Regions from separate parts of the Mus musculus genome. Here region 1 is linked to region 2. A link is a contact called in public Hi-C data. All regions are on one chromosome and are shown on one strand. The core of a region is the stretch at or near the end of the contact, and the rest is flanking DNA. Distances in the headings are between cores, read along the strand shown. Region 1 overlaps Gnao1 (guanine nucleotide binding protein, alpha O). Region 2 overlaps Gm26843 (a long non-coding RNA gene).

Region 1 (3,502 bases), core at 545-3,044, 370 kb after region 2:
TGGGCTCCCCAGGATACTCAGCCCTGACTCCCATGGGGTTGGGAATATTCCTTAAGACTGGCTGACTGCAAAGGTCACCGATGGAGAAACATCCCTGTGCTACAGAATTGGGGGTGGGACAGCTGAGGGGGCAGGCGGCTCTTTCCTGATAGTTGATGACAAGCCCTGAGAATGCCATCTGCTGGCTCCACTCACACGGGCTCAACTGTCCTGGGTGATAGTGACTTGCCAGGCCACAGGCTGCAGGTCACAGACAGAGCAGGCAAGCAGCCTTGCAACTGCAGATTACTTAGGGAGAAGCATCGGGGCCTCGTGAGCCAGGCCCCGTAGCCAGTGCCCTGCTTTACTCCAGCCTTGGTCAGGAAGTCGAAAGCCCTTGGTGTATTCCTGGTCTCGGAGCAAATAATGAGCCAGCACCCTGAAGGGTGGGCTCCAACTCAGACATGCAGCCAGCCCCCTAGGTGGGTAAACGCCCTAGGGACCTAGGGAGAGCCTTTGCTGCAGAGATTCCTAAGCAAAACGGCGTGGTGGAGCTTTGGCAACCCTAGCCCCAGCTAACTTTGGACAGTCAGCATATGTCCCTGCCATCCCTAGACATCTCCAGTCAGCTGGTATCACAGCCAGTGGTTCAGACAGGTTTGAATGCTCATGTGGCAGGCTGTACAGATGCAGATGTGCCCCTGGGCAGTCGGGAAAGGTCTACGGGTCTCTGCCGTTCTCAAGCCCTGTATTTTCCTGCCCTCCACTCTGAACCCTGCTCCGTCACAGGACCCTGGCCCTCTTTCATAGTCCCTGTGACCTTGCCACCAGCTCCGGCCTCTTTGGTTCCAACAAGAACAGAACTGTGGGTAGTCTAGGGAAGCATGGGACCTTCTCCAATGCCAAATGCTTGTAGGGGTCCTCTGGGAGTTCACTCCCCATCTTGGTGATCCTCTGGGGAGCCCACCCCAGTCTGGTTGCCTCACCCTTCCCCCTCTACCCATATTTTTCTACATCTCCATAGTTCTAGGACCCTGTGCCATGTACTGGGGTAACAGAGAACAGCCTGGAGACCACGATCTCAGTGATGGCCTCGTGTGATCAAAAAGACCAGTTCAGACCCTGGGCCAACAGCAGCTATTTCTCAGCAGCACCCCTGGGTGTGGCCACCTGTGTCGACAGGCTGTAACCCCAAGTTTAAAAGCACCTACGGTCAAGGGTTGTTGGCCAAGCCCCATCTTTTAGGACCATTTCCAGGAAGGTAGAAATCAGCATCCCTAACAATCCCTCTATGGCTCCCATTCCCCAAGTGGCCCCTCCAAATCATTGCAGCACAGTTGTCAGAGCTCACAGCTAGAATCAGGGCCTGTACCCAGCCTCCCCACTCCTGTCCCCAAGACTTCCTTCTGCTCGACCTACTGTGTTCAGCCTAGTGTCATGCACTACTGTCAGCCTCAGGTAGCGAGGTCTCAGGCTGTCTACTCTAAGCCTTCAAGAACATGGTCCACAGGGAAGGCTGTTCTGTGTCCCACCCATGTCGTCACCAGCAGCTCTACCATGGGGGGGACAAGCATGTGTGACAGGTGAATCTTGGCTCCGCCGTGGCTTTGGGTATGGGGGAAGTGTTGAAAGTGACCAGATCAGGGGAATGGCCCATATGTGCAGTGGCCTTGTCCCCAGAGGGGCCATGCTGTAGTGTCTGAGTAGTAGTATAACTCAGCAGGCTAGGAGCCAGTTCCCAGGAAGAGTGCCTTCACTGTATTCGTGGAACCGTGCCTGTTGCCTAGGTGCCTGTGGGCAAATCCTGTGCCCTGTGCCAATTACCATTCTAAGAATCTGCCCTTTAAGCATAGGTAGAGGCTTCTGAGCCTCTGGGCTGAGCTGTAGAGGGTGCTGGCGGACTCTGGGCTGAGCCGTGGAGGGTGCTGGCGGACTCTGGGCTGAGCCGTGGAGGGTGCTGGTGGACTCTGGGCTGAGCCGTGGAGGGTGCTGGTGGACTCTGGGCTGAGCCGTGGAGGGTGCTGGCGAACTCTGGGCTGAGCCGTGGAGGGTGCTGGTGGACTCTAGGCTGAGCTGTGGAGGGTGCTGGCAGACTCTGGGCTGAGCCGTGGAGGGTGCTGGTGGACTCTGGGCTGAGCTGTGGAGGGTGCTGGCAGACTCTGGGCTGAGCTGTGGAGGGTGCTGGCAGACTCTGGGCTGAGCTGTGGAGGGTGCTGGTGGACTCTGGGCTGAGCCGTGGAGGGTGCTGGCGGACTCTAGGCTGAGCTGTGGAGGGTGCTGGCAGACTCTGGGCTGAGCCGTGGAGGGTGCTGGTGGACTCTAGGCTGAGCTGTGGAGGGTGCTGGCAGACTCTGGGCTGAGCTGTGGAGGGTGCTGGTGGACTCTGGGCTGAGCCGTGGAGGGTGCTGGCGGACTCTAGGCTGAGCTGTGGAGGGTGCTGGCAGACTCTGGGCTGAGCTGTGGAGGGTGCTGGCGGACTCTGGGCTGAGCTGTGGAGGGTGCTGGTGGACTCTGGTGTGGGAACGGGGATGGATTCCTCCCAGTCTGATCCACTCATTAGTAGAAATGGCCTTCAGCCTCTCACGATCCCTTCTGTGGATGGAGCCCCTAGATCCTGGTGCCCTGTCCCCTTGTCCCCTCTTGTACCATGCAGAGCACCACCATCATCTCAGCCTTGCAGCTCAGGTCCACACCCTGCTGTTGGGAACTGGAGGCATCTGACCTGTGTGGTCTGTACTGGATATCACTGAGTGCCCTGTTCAACCCCATACCCAGGCTGTCTCTCAGGTTGACAGCGCTTCACCCCAGCCCTTGCCCTATGCAGAAAGTACTGCTTCGAGAGATGTACCTGTGGTTCCCACGTACTACATGCTACAGCCAGTGACCTGAGGGCAGGGTTCACCTCACACTCCTCCTGACCCTCTCCCCATCTCCATCTGACCCAGCCTCTTGACACAGAGATCCAGCACACCTAGGAGAGACTCATGAACCCTCCTGACCCAGTAGTAGCCTGTCACCTTCTTCTGAAGATCCTGGGGGCACAGAACATCTTCTAACTGCCACCCCTTTTTTCTGGGCCTCCCGGTAAGCTCCAGGTATAGCTCCACAGCTCTGAGGAATCCAGTCCTGAGGCTCCACCTCCACTGTAATTGAGCTCCTGGAGGCAAGCACCTTCCAGGCTGCTGATCCCATCAGGCTACAAGCTAAAGAAAGAAAGTTCCAGCATCCCAAAGAACAGGGCCAGGGGTGTAAGCAGGCTTCCCCAGGCCCTACCACTCAGGAGAGCCGTGTACTCATCTGCTTAAAGAGTGGGGTTCAGGCTCACAGATGCCACCCCATGCCAGATGATGGCCATGTCAAGGAGGGAACAGGTAGAAGAAAACCAGAAATAATGGCCCCATCCAAAGTCCTGAGCCCTCTAGGCAGAGTGCGGTACCCTATGACAGGCAGCTTCCTTCTCTTCCCCAGGCACAAAAGGCCATCAGCAGAAACAGTACCCTTCCCAGCAGCCCCCAGGCCCTCT
Region 2 (3,307 bases), core at 220-2,719:
TGGGTAAGAGCATGGAGGCTACCTCACAAAGGAAGATTATTAATAAGATTAATAAGACACAATTAAATCCATGGCATTTTAGCTGTGGGTGTGAATCCTTACCCACCATTAATGATTATCATGGAAAACACTGGCAACACAAATATGGAGTCTGTGGGCCAAAGGGCACTGCCATGCCTCTATTAAATGAATACTAAATGATGCAGCTGTCTCAGGCAACTGTTTGACAGTTTCTTCTGAATGTATGCTTCTAGGGATCACGTGCTCACAGTGGTGAGCCGGACTGGAAACCCTGAGAGGAGAGCAGAGCGTGGTCTCCCATTGAGGATGCTCTATCTCGGGTTTTGGTTTAAGATGATTACAATCAGCCTGGCACGCGCCACTTAAGAGACACAAGCATCTGGTGACTATTAACTAAACTCAGTCATGAAAAAGGAAATAAGCCATTTGTGGATACAGTGCGTTGTGCAAATCACTTTACCCATTCTCCAGTACTCTCATTGGTTCTTCCTAAGAACCCAGAGATGGTTTTACAAACACAGAACCTAGAAGATCCAAAGGCCAGCGTGATTCCCAGAGCCACACCCCAAGCTTTGGCCAGAGGACCGCAAGAAAGTAGGAGCTGGGACCCCACATCTGAAGTCCCTCACATATTGCCTTGGTTTCCAAGCTGCATCTCCCTCGCTCTCGGGTGTTGCAAGTTTGCCCAAGGGGCACAGTAAATATCATTCTCCGCAGTTTCCATTACTTGACTCTGTCCATAAATTCAAATTCTGCGTAGTTTCCCTGAAACGTTTGAGAACGGCAGCCGCCGGAAATGCCAAAGCATGAACAGGTGTGGCTTCCTTCCTCGTTTGAAATTTCCCGTTTTCACGCTTGCCAAGCGCTAAGAGACTCCCGACATAGCTACTAATGCTGAGTGTGCATGAGAGAAAGAGGACTGGGAAGGGACAGGCTAAAGTCAAGGTCTGCCGCCAGCCACCAAGTGACGTCATCCTAGGCATTCCCCATCTTTGACGTCACCCTAGGCGTTCCCCATCTTTGAGTGTCAGTTTCCTCACCTGCAATGCAAGGAGCCTGGACCGGAGGGGTTTTCTGTAAGCATTTGTGGCTGCAGGTTTAGTATTCTGCTATAACCTCTCATACTAGCATTTCTTAGACCAAAGGAAAAATGAGGTGCCATTGGGCTGAAAGAGACTCGCCTCTGTATATCCTTGATTGATCATCTTCCAATCCCGTGTCCAAGGAGAGATAAGGAATCAGGCAGTCTCACTGTGTTGTGTGGGCAGGAGGGGGGAGGGTTAAGAGAGAGAGAGAGAGAGAGAGAGAGAGAGAGAGAGAGAGAGAGAGAGAGAGAGAGAGAGACTTGGGGGGATTTATTTGGTTTGTCTGCCTGGATAAAGCCTCTCCCCAGGCCCAGAGCATCTTTCTCCATGCCGGTGCAGTGCCGTCTTTACCACTAGGTGGCAGTAGCCGTCACTTGACAAAGAAAAGGGTGTGGGAAGAGCCAGGGGACCTGCCTGCTTGGAGAAAACTAGGCCAAAGCCTGCTTGTTACATCACTTCTAATCGAAACAGCAGGTTACGTCTGGATTTTTCTTTATTACAGGCAACAATGCTAGGAAGCTTCCTGGCTCCTGTGCATTTCAACACTAAATGTTCGACCTGAAATCAGACATGCAATTCCCAGACCCTGGGCTTGGCAGCAGCAGCCCTGCCTACTTTTCCCTGTGTGCAGGTTTCCCTTCCCGAGGCTTCTTGCTGCCTGCCCCATCACGCTCACAGTCATACTTAAAATGTAGCTCTTGCCTTACATTTTAATCGGTTTCCTTCACCAAGTACTTACTGGCTAATACCACTTAGAATGGAGTAGTTATTTACTGAGCACTGAAGTGATTTGAATATAAAATGTCTCCCACAGGCTCCTGTGTTTGTTAAATGCTTGGTCCTCAGCTGGTGGCACTATTTAGGGAGCTCCTCCCCCTCTCCCCAAGTAGTAGGTCACTGGGAAATGCCTTTAAAGGTTATACTGGTACCAGCCCCTTGCTTTCTCTCTGCTTCCTGTCTATCAGGAGGTGTACAGCTTCCTCCTCATACATTCTAGCCATCACCATGCTCAGAACAAAGTCCTTGGGACCACACAACCATCAACCATCGGCTGAACCTTCTAGAACTATGAGCTAAAACACATCCTTCCTCCTCAGACAGTGTCCTCTCAAACAGTTGGTCAGTGCTAACAAGCTGTCTAATAAGTGTTCTTACTAGGTGCAGAAGCATCATTTGAAATAAGGTTCATATTAATGGCCCTGAGATCAGTAGCTTCCCTATGGCCCTACAATAAGGCAGTGTTTGAGCCCTGCTCTGTGTGCTTCCAGGGACTCGCCCCCTCCCCCCATCTGCTCTTCCTACAAAGAGAAATTGGGCTGCCAAAGGCAAGGGGGCATCAAACACTCCGGGAACCTATAAGTTCCAATGTGGCTACAATTCGGCCACCTCAACCCATGCCATTCAGATCTCAGTGGGTTTGTTCTGTAGTTAGATCCGGTGCTCACTGAGGCCCTGTGATGGAATTCACTGTTTGTTGAACCTGAAGCAGCAGCACCCCTAAAGCAAAGACAGTTTAATTGGTCAGTATTTGCCATGCCTGCCTAGTTACCTAAATGACCTGGGGGGGGGTAACCTAAAAGTGTCGGTCTTTGGACCCCAATACAGATCCGCTGAAACCACATCTGCCTAGCAATCTAATTTTTTTAGCAAGTGAATCAGATGATTCTAAAGGATCAGAAAGTTAGGGTACCACCCTGGGTGGTTGTCATGGCTCCCAGCCCTGTCCCAGTCGATCCCACCACCACCACTGGATGGACTCTTGGCCCAACTCTACAGACTCTGCAAACCTGCCCTCTGCCTCCAGCCCAGCTCCTCGAGCCTCCCCAGCCCACAAGCATGTGAAAATGCCTTCCTTCCTGCTGGGCACTTAAGTTCTCAGGGGAGCTGAGATGGCTTAAATAATGAATGGAATTTTCAGCAGCATTTGGAATTCACTTAAGCAAAGGAAACTCAATAGCCAGAGCGCTCCTTAAGATCCATCCTTTCTCTGGGTGGGAAGGAAGCCGGACAGCTTCTCCCTGATTTCCTAACATACAGATCAGGATACTTCAGTCAGACTTGACTCCTGGCTTCCATATTGCTCATCTGGAAGCTATCATTTCTTCCACTGCCCTAGTGGAGATTTTGAGAATCCCTGAGTTCAGATGGTATTTCAGACCCTGGGGCAGGATGACTGACCCCTATATCTCCATGGAAATCTT

What was found. Hi-C and Micro-C count contacts between places; a contact is called where the count stands out from the background.
Region 1: a contact with region 2 is called in a Hi-C map of cerebral cortex, with 3 times the contacts expected there. The contact joins two enhancer-like sites. A contact is called at or near these places in 1 of 15 datasets of contacts at CTCF or cohesin (embryonic stem cells), 11 of 484 Hi-C or Micro-C datasets (the MC3T3-E1 cell line, cerebellar granule neurons, cerebellum and 4 more), 5 of 115 datasets of contacts at active chromatin or transcription factors (VIP interneurons, embryonic basal ganglia and embryonic stem cells) and 3 of 9 other capture datasets (adipose tissue, embryonic stem cells and pancreatic islet).

What each region holds. Positions count from the first base shown.
Region 1 is chr8:93,956,842-93,960,343 of GRCm38.p6, forward strand. The region is part of intron 6 of Gnao1 (guanine nucleotide binding protein, alpha O); the gene reads left to right. Among named protein-coding and RNA genes, the nearest start is that of Amfr, 54 kb to the right of the region's middle. Within about 2 kb of position 1,795, at least 15 of the 459 cell types and tissues checked have an H3K27ac peak or open chromatin away from gene starts, as enhancers often do. A contact at or near this core is called in cerebral cortex, cortical neurons and stem cell-derived neural stem cells, where this site is marked.
Region 2 is chr8:93,590,567-93,593,873 of GRCm38.p6, forward strand. All of the region lies in intron 8 of Gm26843 (a long non-coding RNA gene), which reads right to left. Among named protein-coding and RNA genes, the nearest start is that of Ces5a, 56 kb to the left of the region's middle. Within about 2 kb of position 1,470, at least 30 of the 459 cell types and tissues checked have an H3K27ac peak or open chromatin away from gene starts, as enhancers often do. A contact at or near this core is called in cerebral cortex, cortical neurons and stem cell-derived neural stem cells, where this site is marked.